Linked DNA regions of Mus musculus: region 2 is linked to region 1. The links are chromatin contacts, called in public Hi-C maps. All regions are on one chromosome and are shown on one strand. The core of a region is the stretch at or near the end of the contact, and the rest is flanking DNA. Distances in the headings are between cores, read along the strand shown.

Region 1 (5,510 bases), core at 1,179-3,678:
TATTAATGAATATGGGCTGATGAAACAGAATATATGTATGCTCAAAGATATCCACGATATCTCAGGGTACACTATTTGCCCAGTATCGAATTTATTCCTCTCTGTTCTTTTGTTTTTGTTTTGTTTTGTTTTTCGAGACAGGGTTTCTCTGTGTAGCCCTGGCTGTCCTGAAGCTCACTCTGTAGACCAGGCTGGCCTCGAACTCAGAAATCTGCCTGCCTCTGCCTCCTGAGTTCTGGGATTAAAGGCGTGCACCACCACGCCCGGCTTCCTCTCTGTTCTTGACTATGGATGTGATGGGCTAACTGCTTCAAGTTTCTGCTGCCTTGGCCTCCCCACAATGATGGACTGAACCTGAAGCTCTAAACTGAATAAACACTTTCTCCCCAAGTTGTTTTCTCCCCAGGATATTTTATCACAGCCACAGAAGATGAAACTAAAACAGAAAGCAGCATAGACCTCAAAACAGAAATGGAAAACTTTTGTAAACTATATCAAACAGAGGGTCTGCAGGGATGGCCCAGTGGCTAAGAGCATGAGCTGCTCTTGCAGAGGACTGGGGTTCAGTTCCCAGCACCTACAAGGTAGCTCACAACCATCTGTAACTCCATTTTCACGAGATTTGACATCTTCCGGCCTCTCTACGAGCTCTGCACTCATGTGATGCATATACAAACAGACAAAACTCTTATACCCATAAAATAAAAATAATCTAAAAACCGTGCCAGGTGACAACTAAGGACTATATTAAAAGCTTTTGCAAACGAGAATAAACAAACATCTTAATAATTTTGAAAAGTCTAGCTGGGAAGCAGCTCATGCTTTCAGTTCCAGCACTTGGGAGGCAAAGGTGGCTTTGTACACTTAAGGCCAAACTTGTTTACATAGCCCAGGACAGCTGGGCCTACATAAGGAAACCCTGTCTCAAAACAAAAAGCACACGAGCAGACTAGTCTCACATGCACCTACATAAGAAAGAGACACATGGAAAGGGACAGACACAGGGACAGGCAGAGTTCCTAACCCTTGGGAAAGGGTATCAGTGAGCAGCAAATAAAAACAACAGTGAAAGGATATTTAAAAATGATTGAGTTGCTGAGACTTAATTTTATAAAAATACCGTTGTCAGTGGGGTGTGGTGGCACAGAGCATTGATCCAGGCGCCCTCGAGGGAGAGACAGAAAGGGCTGGGAAGTGTTTTGAACTGAGAGATCCAGTTTAATCCAGTTCCACATTGACTTTGAAGCTCAATGAGACCCTACCTTTGAAAAACGAAAGCAAAACCAGAACCAAACAGGTGGCCCTCAAATAAGACCATGGGGTCAAAGAGAAGCTAGGGAGGCAAGCATTCTCACCCAGAGCTGGTGCAAGGACAAGGGATGCCCGCAATAGGTCATGGTTCCCTCAGGCAAAATGCTGGGTTCTTTGCCTCTACCCCTGTGTCTTTGTACCTGGAACTCAATGCCCTGTGTTGGTCAGTGGACACTTCTTAAACAGGATGGAGGCGATTGGGGAATATCCATCAGAACTTCAGGGTTTCACTTCCTTTCCTTTAGGGATCCCAATTCCCAAAGGTATGCTTAGCCATTAAGACAGAAATGCTTCTTTAAGATCATCCCTCAGGAAACTGGACACTACCAAAATGTCCTCAGGGCGGCAAGCCACTTACACTCAGAAATCTGCTATCATTTATCTCGTTTGAATTGCACACATTTGGAGAGTATTGAGCATAGTTGATCATGCTATTGATAACACTAAGTGGAAAAAATTTAAACTCTTTATACACCGTGATCTTGATTTTTGTCTTTTAAAGAGGTCACATTCACTAATAGTTGGCTGAAGGATTTTTTTTTGTATTATCCATTTCTTTGTTTTCTCTTAATGTTCCAAAGTTTCAACAGTAACTTTATAAAAGTACTACTTTTATAGTCAGAATAAAAGAAAGTTTTAAAATGGAAAGTACAGTTAATACCAAACTTGTGACCAGCCACAAGAAGGGCGGTGACTCGAGGTGGCATGTGTCCCACCACCACTCTCAGAGGGTCACTTTCTGGTGGTTTAGAGAATTGGCCTCTTGAGTGAACTTGATCTGGCTTTATTTAGACAACAATGGGATGGAACACTGTCATACTGGTGTTCTTTGCGTCTGTTTTTCCATGACCTGGAAAATCTTAAAATACAGTCTCTTCTTTAAAAAGAAAAGAAAAGAAAACCCACAGGTCCTTTGACTGGAATAGACTCTCCCGTGGCTCACTGGTCTGTAAAAGTCATTAGGATGCAACAAGGGGTTGACCTCCATTCTTTGTCTTAGCTGAAAATTTCCCCACGGCTGGCTCAGGATTCCCAAGAGGAAGGCAATTAAGTGACCCAGCAGGATTGTGTAGGGCCTTGGTCTGGGCTTATCTTGATTAGGAGGAAGTGGACGTCTACTTGGTCCAAATTTAGAGCACAGAAAAGAGCCAGATGTTTGAGACTATGACAAGCATTATCCCTGTGGGTTTGCCTTTCTTGCCATTTGGGGAGTGTCTGGCTTTGCCTGTAAGGGCACAGAGCAGAGAAGATGGCAGGGTCCACTTTCCAGCATGTCTGCCACAGCCTGCGTCCACAGAGAAGCTCATCTTCATGCTGTGTTGTAAGGAGCCTGGGCACAACCCTTTAGGCTGAGGAAACTTCCACCCTCCCTAGATTGATGTGGATCTGATAATCAAAGCTCCTCATTGATCCAGATCTCTTCTCGAATGGCTCCTCCCACTGCAGGAGGAGGTGGGGATTATTGCAGGTAGGGGTTCTATGTGGAAGCATCAGGAGCTAAGCACACACAGGAGAGGTGGCACACAAATGACAGTGGTCTGGTTTGAACTTTGCTAAGCATCTTCTTAGCCATGTGAACTTAGACACATAATCTCTTGCCTCTCTGCCCAGTCCTCTCATCTCCCCAGGCTGGTGGTATTGATATTAGTGATATGACTGATAAAGTTCTTAAGCATTATCTTTCTTTCTTTTATTTTTTTGGTGTATGGTAAGCATGCAGCATGGTGCTTGCTGCAGCCTGGAGTTTACAGCATCATTAACTCTTCTTTGCATTCACCCATTCCGTGGAGGAAAGTCACTGAGCTGACTGAGCTAAGCACCGTGCCAGGAGCTAGGACCTCAGACAGGATAGTACACAGGACCCTACTTCCATTCCATAAGGCCCAGTTTTTAGGGCTGAGACCCCAGTGGGAACTGCCCAATAGGACATGGCTCAGTGTGGTGTCCTGTTACCTCTGGCTTTCTCCCCTCCACAAATATACCAGGCACCTTTGCTCCTTATGGCTCAGAGGTGGAGACAGAGTGATCGGGATCAAGAGCCCATCTCCTAGACTACTGGAAACTTTCAAGGTGCAACTTAACCACCATCTGTTGGACACAGGAGCCTTCTCTGGCCCCCAAAGCAAATCTAGAGCATTGCTGCATCAGCACAGTGTTCTGCTGAATCTCTCTGCCTTGTCTTCCTTCAAAGACACTGAGAGCTTTTAAGGGCAGATTTTCTGCTTGATTCGAACCCAGGCCCCAGTGCCCAGTATGGGTAGCAGACTGAAGGTGTGTAACAAGTACTAGTTGGTTAGCTAACTTACAGGGAATGGACCACCACAGAGGCCATTGCTGCACTGCCTGTGTGACAGAAAATCCCTTTCCACCATGATGTTTTATGAGACCATGAGATTTGCTCTACAGAAACCCGAGCCTCTTCTAATCCCAGCGGCAACCCTGAGTGAGCTGAGCTTCTGCCACAAAGAAAGTGCCTGCCTGAGGGACTTGTTCTCAACATGGTTTGAGACTGTAACTTTGTCAGCACGGTCTTGGGAGAGTGAGCCCCTTGTCCTGGGGCTGGCCGAGGGCCAGTCCATTTGCTTTTCATTGTGTGGGAGATTGTTTAATGGGATTGGAGTTACTGAGGCTGATGTTGCAACAGAAATAATTGGCTGTAAGGCTCCATGTGCTTCAGGGACCGGGACACAGAGATCTGATATTTTGTTTCCTCGTTTACTTTGTGGGTGACTCAGGGATGGCTCCTTCTCTGCTCTGGACCTTGTCCAAGGAATGGTGATTGTGGAGGGGAGTAGGGGTGGCTGATGATTAATCTAGAAGGTTCCTTCCTGGTCTGATACGCCTTCTCTAGCTTTCCTCCTCATATCAGATTGATGAAGGCCAGCTCACTCAGAGTTGGTGGAAAGTGGTTTGGATGGAGTTCTGGGAGAAGGTCCAGCCTCCTGAGCTCAAGGTCATGGTTTAGGAACCAAGAGCTCAGACAAACCCTGAAGCCATGGAGCGAGATCCACCCACGGGATGGGGGAGGGGTGTGCTCAGCACATTCCTGCTGAAAAGTGTAAACGGAAAACAGACTAGAGTCCTGGGGGATAATGACCAGATCTACCAATCATGGATGTCTGGGTGGCTCTTCCAGACAGAACATGTCTAGGACCCACATCCTAAACTGAGGAGCCGTGTCCCCAGCCATCCTGCCTTAGCATGGAAGGATCTTGGGGGTGGATTTGCTCAGGACACACTCTGAGGTTCTTGGAACTTAAGACATAATGGCAGGGTCCACTGAGAAGAGATGAAACTCACTCACCCTAGATATTTATGGCATATAGGTTTAAAAAGAACTAAGATGTGATCCTGGCATGGTGGTTCATGCCTCTAATGTCAACCATTGAGCTGCTGAGGCAAGAATACCACTGCAAGTTCAAGACCAGCCTGGGCTAAGGGTGAGTGAATTTCAAGGGAGTAGAGGTGAGTCAATGGGTAGACGTACTGGCTACGTCAGTCCAGCTTCAAAAAAGAAATAAACAAAATTTTAAAAGAGTGAGTTTCAAATCAGCCCGAGCTACCGAGTGAGACCATGTCTCAAAAGAAAAAAAAAAAAAAAAACGGAAAAAGCAAAAGGAGATAAATTGTGAATTTTGCTGTTTTAACATTTTTCATCTATTCTGCTGTGCCTTCACCATCAAATTCCTGATTATTTCATGGCTTTCAGAGAAATCCTCAGTCTGTGGCAGTCAGTTCTGTTCTAATATGCCCAGCCCTACCCCGCCCCTGCCCCGCCCCTGCCCCTGTCCCGCCCCGCCCCCCGCCCCTGCCCCCTCCCCCGCCCCCGGCAGACAAAGATCTATCTTCTCTCTCTCTCTGCGAATTTGCGTTTTCTATATTTTTTTTCCATACCATTGAACATGAGGCCAAGTAAGTTTGGCTTTTTTCATTGAGCACAGTTTTCAAGGCTTGTGCACATTGGCCTATAGAGAACAGTTAAAAATCCTGCATGCCACCAGATGAGGTGGCTCACACCTATAATCCCAGCACTTAGGAGCTGTAGACCAGACGGTCAGGAATCCAAAGCCAGGCTCAGCCACATAGTGAGTCTGAGGCCAACCTGAGCTATAGGAAACACCACCTCCTCTCTCTCTGCCCCAGCCTCAAGTGCCATGTAGGCAAACTCACAGTGTGAGCTCAGTGTGATCCATCAACGC
Region 2 (5,510 bases), core at 1,462-3,961, 140 kb after region 1:
TCTTAATGCATCTTTTAGGGCATGCTATCTATAGTAATGGCGGTGGGCAGAGGGGCACATGATTATAGCTGCTATTCCTCAGGCTCCAGTAGACAAGGTGATTCCTGCCAGGAGCTTGGATCAGGGCAGTGACTTAAGAAGTGTGTGGACCCAGAAAACCATCACTGGAGAAGGGTCTGTGGGTCAGGGACTCTACAGGAGGACCGAGGCATTGTTCTGAGGCTGGGCTTCAAGATGGGTGGGGGTGGGGCAGACTACCATCCTCCAGCCTGTTCTTGGGCACACTGGCACAGGGAGGAGCAGAGCTGATTCAGAATAGAGGACATGGGGACCCTGGAATGAATGACCAATGCAAAGCTCCATGTTCTGTGCCAGCCTAGCATGTGAGCACCTGGGCACGTGAGGCACGAAGCTGCTGGCTTCTTGCTCTTTCTTCCGTTCTGACTGAGGTGGTCCTGGCTGTGTAGCCTTTAGAAAAGTTGGGAGATCTGAAAATCTGAGCAAATGCTTCTAGGTGAGGAGAGGCAGGAGACCAGGAACCGGGCAGGCGGGTACTCCAGGGCCATTGCCAATGTCCCTTCATCCTGTCCCTGCTGCTCTCCCTACAAGAGCAGTCCCAGCACTCCCCTATCTCTGGACTCTGAGTTTCGGGCATTTGCTAGCCTGGTGCTTGTTTTGCTTCTAGGGACCCAAAGGACCACCAGGACACAAAGGAGAGTTTGGCCTCCCAGGACGACCTGTAGGTATCAGTGTTCCCCAGACTAAAAGATGGGGCATGTGGTGGCAAAGCTGACCCACAGCAAGAGCTCACTAAGGCATCTTGTGTGTATCTCAGGGTCGCCCAGGACTGAATGGCCTCAAGGGTGCCAAAGGAGATCGAGGGGTCACGCTGCCTGTGAGTACCATGGCTACTTCTGCACCTCATGCCCTGGGGCTGCAGTGCAGACGAGATCCTGTTAGAGTGTCCAGTACCTCGAAGTTCAATGAGTGGGGCCTGCAGAATGTGTGCTCAGGGAAGCTTTCTTTCTTCCTCCATTGCTTCCAGAGGTGCACACACTCAGCCCCGCTCCCCCCCATCTCACTCTCAGGAGGGTCCTGTGTCCCACCTAGACCATTCCCATGCTGAAGAGTGTCAGTCTCCCCAATGCAGACACCAGACAGAAAGGAGAAGGAAAGAAAAGGGGTTCTATGCATCCTGTGTCCCCCCTCCTTGCTCCCACACACGGCCCAGGAATGCAGATCTTAACGGAGCATTGCTCCGGGAACCAGAATCTGGGTTCCAATTTCAGTTCTCTGTGAGCTGCTGTGTGGCTCTGAGCAGGTTGTATCCCTTCTCTGGGCCTCATTATTTGTGGGTGTCAGCCAGGACGGCATAGCTGTCCAGCTGTCTCCCGCATGCTTTACCAACCCTTTTCAGTATGCCCCAGATGAGGGAGTGCTCTGGAAGCTACTCCCTCCCAGCTTCCAGCTCAGAGTGTGTAGCAAATGCTGTAGCTGCCTCCCACATCCTTAAACACAGCAGCGGCTTTTCTTTTCTTCCTTCAGGGTCCACCTGGCCTACCTGGACCCCCAGGGCCCCCAGGGCCCCCTGGAGCTGTGGTTAACATCAAAGGCGTAAGTTAGGATGGGGTTGGGAGAAGCTTTCCTGGGGACCCTGCAGTGAGCACCAGATTGGCCTCAGCTGGTGCTAGGTTTCCTGATGCCTTCACCCCTCATATTCTCTTTCCACAGGCTGTTTTTCCAATACCTGCCCGGCCACACTGCAAAACACCAGTAAGTAACTCTCATGTCTTCATGCAGCAGGCTAAGTACCAGTGCCTGTTTTAGGAAACGGATCCATCTTGCCTTGGGCACTTTTCCATTCCTGTATGTCTACTCTCTGATATCATCTATCTACATATAGGCCCTTAAAGATCTAGAAGTTTCTAGATAATAGACCCTGGTAATGAAATACCACACACTGGCTTATTTTAACAGTGAGTCGTCTATTAGTAAAACAAACATTTGGCCTCAGGGGCGGAAGAAGCATAAAATTGCAAAATAGACTCCTTCTTAACTAAAAGAAGTGACCGGAACTCGTGGCCTCTGAGCTGGGAACTGGGGGTTAAAATTTGTAACTACTCAGTTCCATCCTCCTCAAAGATTGAGTTACCCAAGAGGCAAGCGTTATCTCTCCCAGTTATCATGGGAAGACAGCTACCCACAGAAGCTCTTTGGTTAGCCCAAGGTCACGGAGCATGGGGCAGCTGGGACCACAGCTCAGATCTCCTGGTGACCAGGAAGCAGGTGCAGGCACTGTGATCCTTGCCCAGCCTCCCCCTCCCCCAGGCAGTTGGCAGTACCGTCTGTAGGATTTTGCCAGTATCATAGGGAGACATTTATTTCTGTGAGGAAACACGGGGACAAGGCATGAGTCATGGATCTGTGCGCAATCATTCTCTCATTCTTTCAGTAAATATTTACTGAGCTCTCCCCAGTGCCAAGGACTCTTGCTAGGCCCCGGGGGGAACACAGGAATGACCTAGACAGACGTGGTCTCTGCTTTCTGGAGTTTGCAGATGATCATTTCAAAATATTCTTTGAAGTGGGCTTATACTGATTCCCGTGGGAATGGGAATGCTGCTGGTCGCTGATGCCTCTAACTGATGCAGGCCGGCTGGCTGTGTATTGGCCTAGGCCTATGTCCAAATCTGACCTTTGAGGCGTCCATGTGGGCAGCCCACGGTCCAAGCATGCTAGCCTGGAAGGCAGAGCGCGGGATCCCCCAGGGGACAGGGCTGAAGCTCCAAGTGAGCCCAACAGCAGCACCAAGGGCGTGTTTATCCAGATAACTGTAGCGAGGCATCTGCTGCAAGTGCAGCTTCTGGAGATACCCCAAGAAAACACTGCATCTCCTCATACAAGGGCAGAGGCTGCCTAGGTCCCACTGTTTCCCAGAGCTCAAGGTCCCTCCTCTCAACACAGAGCCCCACCTCCTTACTACCTCCCACAAACAATCCCAACACACCAAGTATGAGACAGAAGACCACAAACTTTAGACTGTTGTGGGAATGATACTGCAGTTGTACAACCTGTAGTGGAACCCTGTGTGGTATCTACACTCGGGGGATGGTGGGGCAGTTATGGAGTGACTTAAACTCAATGCCAGGCTCAACGTGTTTTGTCTTGTTTTAATTTCCTGTGGCATACTGGGACACCGTAGCGTTTGGAGGCATGGGTGTTTCCTACGAGGCCCTCAAAGTAGACATTATCAAACAGAAACACACCCAGCACTTCGCAAGCATCTTCCAGTTTCATCAGTTTAACATCATGACAGTTTATATACTCCTACCACCTTGCTTAACCACTTGTAAAGGTCGTCCTTAGATTTTCTTTCTGGAAGGTTCCTTCCTCTTCCCAATATCTTTTCATGATGACCCCTAAGCAGCTTGCAATCCCCACTTACAAGCACAGAAAGATCCCAGATCTAGGTGGAGCATCTTCTGGGGAAAGATGGAGGCAGAGTGAGATGGTTACCTTTAATTGTCAACATAGAACAAATCAAATTGGCCGAGAAAAGAGTCTCAATAAGGAGTTGTCTAGATCAGGTTGGCCTGGAATTATCTAGATTACCTAAGCCAAGACAGGAAAACCTGCCCACTATACTAGACACCATACCCTAGGCAAGAGATTCTAAGCTGCCTAAGAGTGGAGAAAGTGAGCTGACATTCACGTGCATACATTAATTCATTGCTCTCTGCTCTTGACTGTGGATTTAATGTGACTAACTGCTTCCATGCAGTGCTGCCTTGACTTCACAGCAGTGATGGACTGTAACCTGGAGTTGTAAACCAAATAAACCCTTTCTCCCACAAGTTGCTTTCGCTAGGGTTTCCAATCACAGTAACAAGGAATGAAGCTAAGACAGTTGAACAGTGTTATCCAGAACTGCTTGGATTCCAGACCCCTGTCACCTAATGAAGAGTCCATAAAAGCCCCTCCAATCTAATGACAACCCTGCTATTTGTCACTGCCACTGCTGCCTGACCTGTGCCTTATGCCTGTCTCTGATTACACTCAGTAGCAAAGCAGACGATTGGCCCAGCTTCAGAACTTGCTCAGAGCTGGCTTGGACACTTGGCCTCACATGTGAGCCAATCCTAATTGATAAGAAAGGAGGCCAAGACACTCAGCATTGGCTGCACTCACGAATGCAGTCTGGAAGCCTTGTGTTTCCCTTCTGCTTAGATTTTTGGCCAGAAATCTCAATGCTGTGTGCTCGAGGCCAGCTACATCATGGGTTTCCCAAATGAAGGCCTGAGAAGTCTGTGTTGAGGGTACTGAGGAGTATTCCAAAGCCAAATAGAAGCCTGGCCAGTGTCATTTCATCCTCTGCGATTTGTCCCCAGGACAAATGCTGGGGCAGGGCTTCCCATGTCTGACTGGGCCTTTCTCTCTCCCCAGGTTGGTACCGCTCACCCTGGCGACCCAGAGCTTGTCACTTTCCACGGTACACACTCTTTTCTTCATGGTTTCTCAGGGACATTCCTGACCTAGTGCTGGCCATGGATGAGGTGGTCAGGAGGGGCTAACGGGGCATGGGGGAGGGGTGGCAGCTGAGCTGTGGGACATACCTCTGTCTGCTTTCCTCATGGACCTGGTGCATCCCGGGTAGCGGGAAGCGCTCCCTCTGTTCATTCCTTTGCTGATCTGTTCAGAAGACAGTCATGGACGCCTGCTTGGTGCTGTCCCTTGATGTTCCTGCCTCCTTAGTCCTTAAAATAGTTCAAGTGACAGGAAAACTAATTATAGGACAGGAAGGATGTCTCAGCTGAAGAAGGCAAGGCCTGAGTTTCTGCGTTCAATCCCCAGAACCCACATCCATCATCATCATCATCATCATCATAAACAATAACTGGGCTTGGTGGACAACATTGGGGGAATGACAGCCAAGGGCATCCTCTAGTCTTCACATACATTTGCATGCATGGGTATTGCACCTGTATATACTCACACAGACACATACACATACACGCATATACACTCATACAGAGAGAGAGAGAGAGAGAGAGAGGGAGAGAGAGAGAGAGAGAGAGAGAGCTATTCCAAGAAAACACCATGAGTACTTAGAAGACCCTTGCCTAGTGTGTCCATGGAAACGTCTCAGGGAAGCATGTTTGAAAGGCAGGACCCTAGGCCAGAGTGTAGCTCTGTGGCAGAGCACTCCCCTAGCATGTGTGAGTCCTTAGGTTTGGTCCACAGTGCTGTGAGGAGAGGGCAAGGCAAGACACAGTGATGCATAGTTATAACCCCACTACTCAAGAGGCTGAGCCAAGAGGATCATAAGTTCAATGTCAGCATCTGTCTTACATTAATCCATTGGAACCTGCCTGGTCCTAACCTCCTGGTAGAGCTTGTGAGAAACCTTGTTCAACCTCTCTCTCTCTCTCTCTCTCTCTCTCTCTCTCTCTCTCTCTCTCTGAGTGTGTGTGTGTGTGTGTGTGTGTGTGTGTGTGTGTGTGTGTGTGTGT

What was found. Hi-C and Micro-C count contacts between places; a contact is called where the count stands out from the background.
Region 2: a Hi-C map of the N1E-115 cell line shows a contact between it and region 1, with 1.6 times the contacts expected there. The contact joins two enhancer-like sites. A contact is called at or near these places in 1 of 15 datasets of contacts at CTCF or cohesin (the NIH/3T3 cell line), 1 of 484 Hi-C or Micro-C datasets (the N1E-115 cell line) and 1 of 115 datasets of contacts at active chromatin or transcription factors (pancreatic cancer cells).

The regions. Positions count from the first base shown.
Region 1 is chr4:47,147,788-47,153,297 of GRCm38.p6, forward strand. No RefSeq gene overlaps it. Among named protein-coding and RNA genes, the nearest start is that of Gm52731, 39 kb to the left of the region's middle. Within about 2 kb of position 2,429, at least 77 of the 459 cell types and tissues checked have an H3K27ac peak or open chromatin away from gene starts, as enhancers often do. A contact at or near this core is called in the N1E-115 cell line, the NIH/3T3 cell line and pancreatic cancer cells, where this site is marked.
Region 2 is chr4:47,291,635-47,297,144 of GRCm38.p6, forward strand. It overlaps Col15a1 (collagen, type XV, alpha 1), which reads left to right. Exons shown (of 40, transcript NM_009928.3): 25 at 686-739; 26 at 836-895; 27 at 1,546-1,614; 28 at 1,732-1,773; 29 at 4,444-4,489. It overlaps Gm52732 (a long non-coding RNA gene), which reads right to left. Exons shown (of 3, transcript XR_003955396.1): 3 at 2,122-4,754. Among named protein-coding and RNA genes, the nearest start is that of Gm52732, 8.8 kb to the right of the region's middle. Within about 2 kb of position 2,712, at least 146 of the 459 cell types and tissues checked have an H3K27ac peak or open chromatin away from gene starts, as enhancers often do. A contact at or near this core is called in the N1E-115 cell line, the NIH/3T3 cell line and pancreatic cancer cells, where this site is marked.